Regions from separate parts of the Salmo salar genome. Here region 1 is linked to region 2. The links are chromatin contacts, called in public Hi-C maps. All regions are on one chromosome and are shown on one strand. The core of a region is the stretch at or near the end of the contact, and the rest is flanking DNA. Distances in the headings are between cores, read along the strand shown. Region 1 holds the start of chac1 (ChaC, cation transport regulator homolog 1 (E. coli)). Region 2 holds the start of LOC106608268 (zinc finger FYVE domain-containing protein 1).

Region 1 (6,325 bases), core at 112-2,611, 210 kb before region 2:
CCTGGTCAGTCTATGTCACGGAAAGAGCAGGTGTCCTTAATGTTTTGTCCACTCGGTGTAAATCTCTGCAGAGGAAAGGCTTGTACACAGTAGACTTATAATAAACAGCTGACACAGAGGTCTGAATCGTATCATACAAGCTAATGCCAAGCTATTTATATATAATCTTGTATTAAGATTCTCCTGCTTGATACAACTCATGGATCGACTATAGTAACTAACATGGCTTTTGTTTAATTTAAGCTAGTCTGGAGCTCGTCCAGACAGTTATTCTCATCAGTTTCATGGTGCTTGCAGCAGTGAAGTACAGTACAGTGTGAAGGAAGGCACATCCTGTATATTACAGTAGACCTATAGGCTACTTGTCTAGGCAGATTTGAACAATGTCTAGCCCACAGCCTAGAGTGCACCATAGACTTATATAATTGGAGTGCACGTGGCTTTTACAGCTAGCTGAGTGAAAGAGGAAAGAGGGAAGGAGGATACAGTACGTGGTGTTGGCCTTGGTTCGTGCCATTGGATATTTGAGTTGAGTATACAGTAGGCTAGGTTACAGTACTGCACCATGGCCCCGGTGTAAACCAACATGTATGACGCAGAGGAAGCGCACTCTGATGTCACAGGCACATTAATAAACCCCCCTCCCCATCCTCAATCACACACACACGCTCCGTCGCACACACACACACATCTGCGAATGCATACCCAGACACAGACAAACGTAGGCCGAATTGCATGCATGTATAGGCTACCATAAACACGATCCAAACAAGTCCCTCAAGAACACTCTGATTTGGCTCATTCCTTATTTTCTAGGGATAGGCCTCCAATCATTCAAAATCTAATTTAGGCCTAAACCTTCATTGACCTTTCACTATTTGTCCACTTGACTTTATTAGTATATTTTCCATGTTAAAAGATAAGATTGTTCAACTCCCCCAATTTGAGAGGCTTGTTATCTACTATGAATCTGATGCAATGTCTCGGGCTATTGACTGGCCTGAAACGCTGAAGTAAATTGCATCAGCCAGTCATGGATAATGAGATGCATAGTTGTCTGGAGTGACAGTATAAAAGTACCCAATCAGAGGTTAGTCTGTTATGATTGATGCTTTACAAGCTAATCGCTGCAAGGCATGGGCGTGTTTTAATTTTAGCCTCAACGCCAATAGAATTTGAGCATGGTTTGCGAATTCCCTACGTATTTGGGACACGCATCTCTGATTCGCTACCAGCTCGTGAAAATCAGCCTCTCTGAGATATAATTGGTTGAAAACGTAGTCCTGTTGTCAAACACATTTAGACTCTTGGCTATAAAGCTTCCGTGAGAATACGCCATTTGCTAGCGAGAGAACGACTACACGACTGAGGGTAAAGCTTTCTCCGAAGAAACCTCAAGAACAACTCCTTTTTTTATTTTTTAAAACGGTTTTTATAAATAAATTCTCGGTTCGTCGTAAACTACCGGCTGGCTTGGATAGCTAGCCAAACGGTTTTTGCCTGTTTTATTTTGATACGAAAAGCTAGCCAAGCGGCTACTATGGATTTTTAAGTCAGTATGCGGCGAAACTAATGCATCGGCATGCATCGTGCAAGGCAAAACGGACTCCGATACTCCATCTTCACAACTGCCAAGCAGTTGGGCTCAAATACCGTCCGCGGTATCACTGTGAGCCAACCGATACCGCTCCTCCTTGATCGAAGGAAGCTAACATTACCTAGTTAGCTAATAAATTGAATCATCAACCCAATTATTCTTCAATTATATATATATTTTTTTTTACCGTCGCTTCATTTGAAAATCAATTAGTTCCCGACCAAAATGAAGCCTAAAGATATCATCGCCGGTAAGACCAGCCTGACTAGTCTGTGGATCTTCGGGTACGGCTCTCTGGTGTGGAAGCCTGACTTCAAATACAAGAGTAGCAAGGTAGGCTACATCCATGGCTACAAGAGACGCTTCTGGCACGGAGACAACTTCCATCGTGGAAATGATGACCTAGTAAGATGAATATCAATATTTACTATGACCATAAAGTATTGTTTCGTGTACAGTTTGATACCACGCCCTGATGTGGCCGCTGTGCTACATGGTTAACTATTGCTTTAGTCTATGTTGTTGCTGACCTATTTTTCTCTCCTACGTAGCCCGGAAGAGTGGTGACGCTGATTGAGGATGATGACGTAAGTGGAACTTCCTCCTAAATGATGCCTTTTAGGGTTATGTACTTTCCATACAACTCAAAACCTTATCACTCATTTCCATATTTATTAATGCAAAGTATCCACTTCTTTGAATGACCTGTCTAACAGACATCTCTAGCTGTTCTTCTAGACAAAATGTCAGCTTGAATGAAGTGTCTAATGATGTTTTGCTTCCAATAGGCAACTACCTGGGGCGTGGCCTTCGAGGTGACCGGTTCCCAGGTCGAGGAGGCCCTTAAGTATTTGAATGTGCGCGAGGCCGTGTGCGGCGGTTACGTCACCAAGCTCGTTGACTTCATCCCCGAGGATGACCAATCGAACCAGACCCGACAGGCTCTCCTCTACATTGCTACCCCAGACAACCCACTCTACCTGGGGCCCGCCAGCCCTGAGGTGATAGGGCACCAGATTGCCACCAGGCAGGGCAAGACGGGTCACAATCTGGAGTACCTTCTCCGCCTGGCTGAGTTCATGAGGAGGCGCTGCCCTCACGTGGACGACCCACACCTGTTCTCCATCGAGGCTGCTGCTCTGGCCCTAGTGCCATACCTGCTAGGGGCCCAGTAGACCGTACCCTTCCATCTATACTACCATTAGGGCTCCTATAGGTACCCTAGTACATATGGTGAATTAGTGCCTGATGTAGGGAATAGGGTGCCATTTGGGATATATCCTTAGTGTAAATGTGTTATCTGTAACAGGCTAGCCCAGTCCGTCTCTAAACTCCTAGAAACGGATGTGCTCCAGTCCTTTGTATTTGTAAAACCTGTAATGGTGTAGCTTGTCTTATCCCATCCACTGTTAACCTGAGGCCATAAAGGACTGACTTGAAGAGGTACAAAGGGAAGCATGCACTTTGAGTTGAGCCTGCCTGCCTCATTATTCATTTTTTTTTTTACCCGAGCATGAATATTACGTTGGTGTGAAGTTACTTTGTCAAGCCAGACAACTTAGGGGAATCTATGTACTAGATGTCACTGACCAAACGGTTCTATCTGTTCAGTTCTGGTTTAGGCACTACTGTATTTTTCAGTCTTAAATGGGACACTGCTTTAATGGTTGTCAATTTCATGTCCATGAATGAAATACTGATGTAGCTACTGTCATTTGAACTATAGTCACTCATTTACCAACTGGCTGATATGTTACACCTTTGTTGTAAAAGGTTGCTTTTAGTGAAGTTAAATCCAGTCGATTAACAGATCGCACCAATAAATGGTCAAAACAGCCTTTGTTATGTTTTCATTCCTAATCATGGTCCATAGCTGTAAGTAGGCAGTGTGCCGATCTACCCAAAAAGAACTGTCTTCCACCAACCATAGTGTCATCTCAACTTGGTATGTGGCTGTACCAGCACTCCTATACAACCACTGCAGTAGACTGAAATACGACAAGTTGAGGTGAGAAACCCATTGGCTCCATGTTTGGATAAACATGAACTACACCCTGCTGAATGTTGACTGAGGGAACATACAGTACTCATGACAAGGTGTCAACCAAATGCATACTTACACAGAGCACTCCCAAACATCTCACCAGAACACACTTCAGAGTACAACACACAGTGCTCCCATTGGCTGGCACATGTCCTTTTGGGTGTGACACAAATCAGACTATAGGTCCAGTCTTGCGTAACCTGTTACCGGGGGTGACGGTGGCTCCCTGGAAGTCCTGTGGTTGGAATCTGCAGCTCTCTGATAGGTAAAAAAAAAGCATCCGGAAGGACATGGAGACACAACAACACCTGAAGCCAATACTCCAGTAGAACATTAACAGAACATAGAGGGAACCTCATACGGTTTCTAGAACACTTTAGATAAATTAATTCTCTCTTTAGAAGAATTGCCATAACGGAAGGAGGCAGAAGATGTAAAATTGAGGAAGACTGAACAACAATCATTGTATATGGTAAAAACAGGTACACGTGTAAACATTGAGGAAATCCTCTTAACTTGACCATTCCAAGAATGACCATAGTGTACGATAAAGGATTTTGGAATTGACCAATGACATCACTTATAAGGGCCACTGACCAACTAAGCCATCTTGGGGGTTTCGTAACAGTCCATCAGTGTTCAGTTCATCTAATTGGTATCCTCGAGATCATTTACAACCATGCTTGAGTGTGACACACTGGACAAACCCTTCCACTCCTCTGAAAGAACATTACAAATAATAACCCTTCCACTCCTCGAAAGAACATTAAAGAATAACCCTTCCACTCCTCAAAGAACATTACAAAGAATAACCCTTCCACTCCTCAAAGAACATTACAAAGAATAACCCTTCCACTCCTCAAAGAACATTACAAAGAATAACCCTTCCACTCCTCAAAGAACATTACAAATAATAACCCTTCCACTCCTCAAAGAACATTACAAAGAATAACCCTTCCACTCCTCAAAGAACATTACAAAGAATAACCCTTCCACTCCTCAAAGAACATTACAAAGAATAACCCTTCCACTCCTCAAAGAACATTACAAAGAATAACCCTTCCACTCCTCAAAGAACATTACAAAGAATAACCCTTCCACTCCTCAAAGAACATTACAAAGAATAACCCTTCCACTCCTCAAAGAACATTAAAGAATAACCCTTCCACTCCTCAAAGAACATTACAAAGAATAACCCTTCCACTCCTCAAAGAACATTACAAAGAATAACCCTTCCACTCAAAGAACATTACAAAGAATAACCCTTCCACTCCTCAAAGAACATTACAAAGAATAACCCTTCCACTCCTCAAAGAACATTACAAAGAATAACCCTTCCACTCCTCAAAGAACATTACAAAGAATAACCCTTCCACTCAAAGAACATTACAAAGAATAACCCTTCCACTCCTCAAAGAACATTACAAAGAATAACCCTTCCACTCAAAGAACATTACAAAGAATAACCCTTCCACTCCTCAAAGAACATTACAAAGAATAACCCTTCCACTCCTCAAAGAACATTACAAAGAATAACCCTTCCACTCCTCAAAGAACATTACAAAGAATAACCCTTCCACTCCTCAAAGAACATTACAAAGAATAACCCTTCCACTCCTCTGTAAGAACATTACAAAGAATAACCCTTCCATTCCTCTGTAAGAACATTACAAATAATAACCCTTCCATTCCTCTGTAAGAACATTACAAAGAATAACCCTTCCACTCCTCTGTAAGAACATTACAAAGAATAACCCTTCCACTCAAAGAACATTACAAAGAATAACCCTTCCACTCCTCTCAAAGAACATTACAAAGAATAACCCTTCCACTCCTCAAAGAACATTACAAAGAATAACCCTTCCACTCCTCAAAGAACATTACAAAGAATAACCCTTCCATTCCTCTGTAAGAACATTACAAAGAATAACCCTTCCACTCCTCAAAGAACATTACAAAGAATAACCCTTCCACTCCTCAAAGAACATTACAAAGAATAACCCTTCCACTCCTCTGTAAGAACATTACAAAGAATAACCCTTCCACTCCTCTGAAAGAACATTACAAATAATAACCCTTCCACTCCTCAAAGAACATTACAAATAATAACCCTTCCACTCCTCAAAGAACATTACAAAGAATAACCCTTCCACTCCTCAAAGAACATTACAAAGAATAACCCTTCCACTCCTCAAAGAACATTACAAAGAATAACCCTTCCACTCCTCAAAGAACATTACAAAGAATAACCCTTCCACTCCTCAAAGAACATTACAAAGAATAACCCTTCCACTCCTCAAAGAACATTACAAAGAATAACCCTTCCACTCCTCTGAAAGAACATTACAAATAATAACCCTTCCACTCCTCAAAGAACATTACAAATAATAACCCTTCCACTCCTCAAAGAACATTACAAAGAATAACCCTTCCACTCCTCAAAGAACATTACAAAGAATAACCCTTCCACTCCTCTGAAAGAACATTACAAAGAATAACCCTTCCACTCCTCTGAAAGAACATTACAAATAATAACCCTTCCACTCCTCAAAGAACATTACAAATAATAACCCTTCCACTCCTCTGTAAGGATAGAGTTCAATAACATTACCAAGAGATCTACTGTACTCTTTCTCACCCTGGACATCAACACCCAAAGGTCAGACTACTGCATTACATAATAT
Region 2 (6,411 bases), core at 2,514-5,013:
GATGAGTTGGACCGCAGTGGGAAGGAAAAGCAGCCAACAAGTGCTCAGCATATGTGGGAACTCCTTCAAGACTGTTGGAAAAGCATTCCAGGTGAAGCTGGTTGAGAGAATGCCAAAAGTGTGCAAAGCTGTCATCAAGGCAAAGGATGGCTACTTTGAAGAATCTCAAATCTAAAATATATTTTGATTTGTTTAACACTTTTTTGGTTACTACATGATTCCATATGTGTTATTTCATAGTTTTGATGTCTTCACTATTATTCTACAACGTAGAAAATAGTACAAATAAAGAAAAACCCTTGAATGAGTAGTTCTGTCCAAACTTTTGACCGGTAGTATTTGTATATTTAAAACCAACTACTTTTAGTCCGAATGGATAATCATTTTAACAAACCTACATCGCAACCCATGTCAGCCCTAACTGTTCCCACCACTCTTGTTGGCGGAGAGCAAATGTTGCAGTTTTAAAGCTAATTTCCCGCAATTCTACACATTTTGCATGGTGCAGATATATTTTGTAGCTGTTTTAAAGCTAATTTCCTGCAATTCTATGCATTCTTCCATGTCTTATGTGTGTTTATATGATACCTGCGGTCCGTATTGACGCCGTTATGGAAGATCTAGACCATATGACAGTGTCTGTCTCTGTCTGTCTGTCTGTCTAGATCAGCTGGGTTCAGGCTCATCCTTAATATTTTTCTTTACCAACCATCTGCATAATTTGGCTGTAGGCCACTATGTCAGAAACACAAAAAAATTGCTTTTTTGGTCTTAAAAATATAGTGTTAGGCATAAGATAAGAAGTGCGTTTAAGGTTAGGGTTCAGTTTTAAATCAGATTTTACGATTAGTATTGCTGAACTTATTGCAGGACTGCCGGCTTTCCAAGTAAATAATAGCAACCTAGGATCCCCATTAGCCGACAGCGATGGGGACAGGTGGACGTGGTTCTGTTCCGAGTTAAAGGTGGTAGGTCCTGCCCTCTACTGGCGATGGAAAGAATAGCGGCTAGTGACAGTAATTTATTACATTTTTATTTTATTTAACTAGGCAAGTCAGTTTTAAGAACAAATTCTTATTTAAATTACATGATAAATACTATTAACTCTTCAAATGGAATACAATATCTGTAAATATATAATAATATAAAAATTTGCATCTAAGGAAAAAAGAGGTTATTTCTAAATTCATAGTTCCAACAGGAAATCCTTAAGTTATCGAGCTTATCAAGTAGGGACATAGTTACAGGTAAACACTGTTCAAGTAGATGTATCAAATTCTACGACATAGAAGTAAATAACATTAGGTAACACCAAATAAGGACTTACATTCATAAACTACTCTCTTACTGAGAATCTTAAGAGTATAGTATATTTTAGTGGGATCACCTAATGGATCCTGTCTTGCGTCACTAAAAACTGGTGTGTGGAAAATAACTTGAAAATAATAATTAAAAAGATAAAAGTAGATAAAACAATAATTTGACAGGTGTATCATCAGTTTTTCTTTCCATTGAGAATTGATAACATAATCAGAGAAATATTCAAAACATGTTGCATGACTTGGTATGCGGTGAAGTCAGTGGTTTGAAGCATTGGTATGCAGTGATGTCAGCGACTGTGCTTTTCCAACATGACGTCAATGTGGTTCACCCAGATGCCTGGTGACCAGGATGACATTATCACCATCAGCACTTAGCTAGAATCTCCTGGCAGCTCTTGTACACTTTGACCAGGCAGTTCAGCCTTGGTTTTGAGCTCTGAAAGAGGAATGAAAGGTAGACTATAATTAGACAGGTGAATATAGAGGTGAGAAAGGCTTCAACGCAGGGTAAAACTACATCAGATCCAAAGGTTTTATTTTATTACTTTTTTTCCTGTGAAGCACACAGGACATTTCACACGTCTGAAATGTGATGTATAAATAAAGCTTGATTTGATTTAGTTAGATACAGACATGCATTTTAAACAGTATGTTTGATGAATAATGATCCCGAAGCTCACCTGAAAGAGCGGGACCACGCTAGACACTGCCTCTGGATCTGAGGGGTCCTTCAACAGGATGCAAAGGTAGTAGATGACTGTTTGCTGGAAAAAAATGGGCATTTAAAATAAAATATAATAATACTGTATATACCATTTATCAGAATCTTTTATCCAAAGCGACTTTCATTGTTAGCTGTCCTGCCAATCATCAACGGTTAAGATAAGTCATAGCAGGATCCATCTAGATTCATCTGAACGAGAAGCAGTCAACGACTTTAGTGACGATCAAATCAACTGTGGAAATGTACCTTCATTGGCTAGATGACACAAACAGCTCAGTATCCTATTTCCTCACCATGTGAATAGCTTCATTAATTACTATGTCTTTGATTTTCCTCACCATGTGAATAGCTTCATTAATCACTATGTCTTTGATCTTCCCCATCTCTATGAAGTCTGTAGACTCCCTGCCGGAGGCGTAGCTAGAAGACACCTGGACACCCAGGGAACCAATGATGAGCAGCGTCTCATGGTCCACCTTCACAAAGTGGATGTGAACCATCATACCGACCAGGGTGATGATTATGGCACTGGAGAGAACGGCTGTGTTCTGGAGAGAGATGAAGAGACTGGCATTGAAGTAAAAAATATAAATAATTTCTCTGTAGACTCAGGGTGCGCCACATACAGCGACTTTGAGAAGAGACCAGCATTGAACTGATTGAACCACAACAGCCACAACAACAATAATACTTAGTTATTAGGTGTAGGCTATATTGTTAAATGATTAATCTAGCTTAGTAGGTTACCGACACTGGCCCTAAAGCACTATAGGGACACGCTTTTGTTCTAGACCTGCACTAACACACCTGATACAACCACACAACACCTGATGAGCAGTTGGTTGAATCAGATGTGTTAGTGTCAGGCCGGAACAAAATCCTGCACACCCAGTAGCTTCCAGGAACTGGATTGTTGACCACTGACGCAGGTGCCAGTGGGTATCTGGTGGGAGTCCCAAATGGAACCCTTTACCCTATATAGTGCACTACATTTCACGAGAGCCCCATGGGCCATGGTCAAAACTATTACACTGTATAGCGAATAGGGTGCCATTTGGGACTCATCCCTAGTCTCCTTACCTCAGTGACGAAGAATATGATGTAGGCCGATAGCCAGACGGCGCAAGTGTAAGCCATCACTCTGCCTATGGAGACTTTAGCCGAGCTAACCGTGAACTCCCTGCAGAAACCCGAGTGACTTTGACACTCCAGAGAGATGGCCTTGCCGTCGATGTCCGTGTAGGTTTCATCTTCCATGCTGTAATGCTGGTCACCGTTCTGCATAAACTCTGAATTACTGAATATCAATAGCTGGAAATGGAGTGATGTCTAGCTAACGTTAGCTATCGTCTAACTAATGTAGGCTAGCTCTAACGTCTTCAGTGAGTAAACAGCTTACTAGCTAGCTAACAATGTGGAGACTGAAAAAAACGAAACAAAATTAACAATGACTAACATATTTTCATACGCTAGTAGTTTACTTCAAAGCCAGCAAATATATGAATCCGGGAATGCACTTCCTCTCAGTATTGACTATTAATTGCACAAAACTAGGACAACATCGATGAGAAAACCTCTTTGACCTAACTGGCAAGCTACAAACTTTGAGGTGCATTGTGGGGAATGTAATCGATTCAAAACAACAACTCTTAGGAGTAATACTACATTTCCCAGGATGCTTCGCGGTCTCTAACCTTTGACTTCTGGATGAAAACAAGCCAATCAGCTGATGAAACTGTGAACAACATCAAGCTGTTGGGCAGCGAAGTTATCCTTACAAGATATATATATATTATATATATTATTATATATTTTTTTAAATACAACGGTATCTTTGTGATTGACACTACATACCATGTTTGTTTATTAAAAGAGTATTGAGTTATTTTGTGTTTAGGTTAGGAAACATCTGGGCAAACTAGCTAGCTGAATCTTTTTGGCTTGATGAAGGCTTTTGTTGATGGGTCGTTTCAGTTGATGTAGAGTAACTGACAAATATGTAAGTGTTTTCTTTTTATATATATATGCAGATTTGTTTTTGCACAGAGTCACCGTTGTCAATTTCTACTCTCAAAGTGGCTTAGCCAACAACAAACACTAGGCTAACTAACGTTAGCTAATGCCAATGTTATTTGGTGGTTGACAGCTATCGATTGCTTGCAGGTGGTGCTAGCTGCATGTCCGGACATGTATGTAGGAAATCGTTGTGATTGTTTTGCTGACAGACGGACAGATCTGTAACTTAGAGTCATTTGTTGTCAAAGTGATCTGCTAAGTGTTTTGGGGAGTATAGAACAGGGACTACTACCATAACGTACTAAAGAAGAAAACATTTAAATCTTTAACACCTTATAGACTATAGCCATAAACATATTCTACATCAGTCTGGTTTCGTTATCCTAGTATAGTTTTCGACTCTTCAGCAACAGTTCCTCAGGCACAGATTTATCGGCATAAAAGGCGCACTTGTTAGCAATACCACACCGAAGTGTTAATTATGAATGGTCAAGGTCCGTCTGTAGATAAGGGGATAAACACCATCCTGGTGTGTCAGGAGAGCTACGCCTGCGGCGGCTCAGACGACGACGCCTTCGAATGCGACGAGTGCGGAAGCCTGCAGTGTGTCCGCTGCGAGCTGGAGCTCCATCGTCAGGAACGCATCGCCTCTGGACACGTTCCTTTCTGTGACTCCTGTAAAGGGAACAACAGCGGATTTGGAGTGAACAGGGGAAGGCTGAGGGCAGTGGTGCGCTGCCAGGGCTGTAAGATTAACCTCTGTTTGGACTGCCAGAAGCGGACCCACAGCGGGGTGAACAAGAGGAAGCACCCCGTGACCCCCTACCCTCCTCCGGTGAAAGCCCAGGATAGTAGCCTGGATACTGGGGATGGAGGGGAGATGGAGGCCCTGAAAGCAAAACTGGAGAAGGTGTGCAGCTTCTTACTGGTGGATGAGAAGGAGGAGATGCAGGTGAGTGACATATTGTGTGCTTGTATGCATCCCAAATGACACCCTGTTCCCTATATAGTGTACTTATTTTTGACCAGGCCCCACAGAGTCATACTCAACCCCCTAACTAGACACTAATCAACCCCCTAACTGTAGACACTAATCACTAGGAACTTGTGTATATCTGAAAAGATTGGATGATAGGTATAAGGCAGTTTGCAATTTGACAATCTGTATGAAATGGACTGCCGGCTGTCCAAGAAAATATTGGTTAAGAAGACCAATAATCGTGTGAGTTTCAATCTTTGTGCAATCATGCCAACTCCTTGTCAGTCATTGACATGTCAATGAACAATGGAGCTGGTAAGCGCACAAACAGATCTGGGACCAGGCTATTGAAGTAGACAACAGATCTAGGACCAGGCTATAGAAGTAGACAACAGATCTGGGACCAGACTATAGAAGGAGACAACAGATCTGGGACCAGGCTATAGAAGGAGACAACAGATCTGGGACCAGGCTATAGAAGTAGACAACAGATCTAGGACCAGGCTATAGAAGGAGACAACAGATCTGGGACCAGGCTATAGAAGGAGACAACAGATCTGGGACCAGGCTATAGAAGGAGACAACAGATCTAGGACCAGGCTATAGAAGGAGACAACAGATCTGGGACCAGGCTATAGAAGGAGACAACAGATCTGGGACCAGGCTATAGAAGGAGACAACAGATCTGGGACCAGGCTATAGAAGGAGACAACAGATCTGGGACCAGGCTATAGAAGTAGACAACAGATCTGGGACCAGGCTATAGAAGGAGACGACAGATCTGGGACCAGGCTATAGAAGTAGACGACAGATCTGGGACCAGGCTATAGAAGTAGACAATGATCTAGGACCAGGCTATAGAAGGAGACAACAGATCTGGGACCAGGCTATAGAAGGAGACAACAGATCTGGGACCAGGCTATAGAAGGAGACAACAGATCTGGGACCAGACTATAGAAGGAGACAACAGATCTAGGACCAGGCTATAGAAGTAGACAACAGATCTGGGACCAGACTATAGAAGGAGACAACAGATCTGGGACCAGACTATAGAAGGAGACAACAGATCTAGGACCAGGCTATAGAAGGAGACAACAGATCTGGGACCAGGCTATAGAAGTAGACAACAGATCTGGGACCAGGCTATAGAAGGAGACAACAGATCTAGGACCAGGCTATAGAAGGAGACAACAGATCTGGGACCAGGCTATAGAAGGAGACAACAGATCTGGGACCAGGCTATAGAAGTAGACAACAGATCTAGGACCAGGCTATAGAAGGATACAACAGATCTGGGACCAGGCTATAGAAGTAGACAACAGATCTGGGACCAGGCTATAGAAGTAGACAACAGATCTGGGACCAGGCTA

The links. A called contact is a pair of places that touch in the nucleus more often than the background predicts.
Region 1: a Hi-C map of gill shows a contact between it and region 2, with 3 times the contacts expected there. The contact joins the promoter of chac1 here to the promoter of LOC106608268 in region 2. A contact is called at or near these places in 2 of 3 Hi-C or Micro-C datasets (blood and gill).

The regions. Positions count from the first base shown.
Region 1 is chrssa06:87,548,232-87,554,556 of Ssal_v3.1, reverse strand. It overlaps chac1 (ChaC, cation transport regulator homolog 1 (E. coli)), which reads left to right and starts at 1,361. Exons shown (of 3, transcript NM_001140335.1): 1 at 1,361-2,002; 2 at 2,149-2,184; 3 at 2,386-3,433. The coding sequence starts at 1,823. The coding sequence ends at 2,772.
Region 2 is chrssa06:87,340,435-87,346,845 of Ssal_v3.1, reverse strand. It overlaps LOC106608268 (zinc finger FYVE domain-containing protein 1), which reads left to right and starts at 3,763. Exons shown (of 13, transcript XR_006770347.1): 1 at 3,763-5,014. It overlaps pigh (phosphatidylinositol glycan anchor biosynthesis, class H), which reads right to left and starts at 3,530. Exons shown (of 4, transcript NM_001140688.1): 1 at 3,127-3,530; 2 at 2,385-2,594; 3 at 2,003-2,086; 4 at 1,481-1,758. The coding sequence starts at 3,330. The coding sequence ends at 1,687.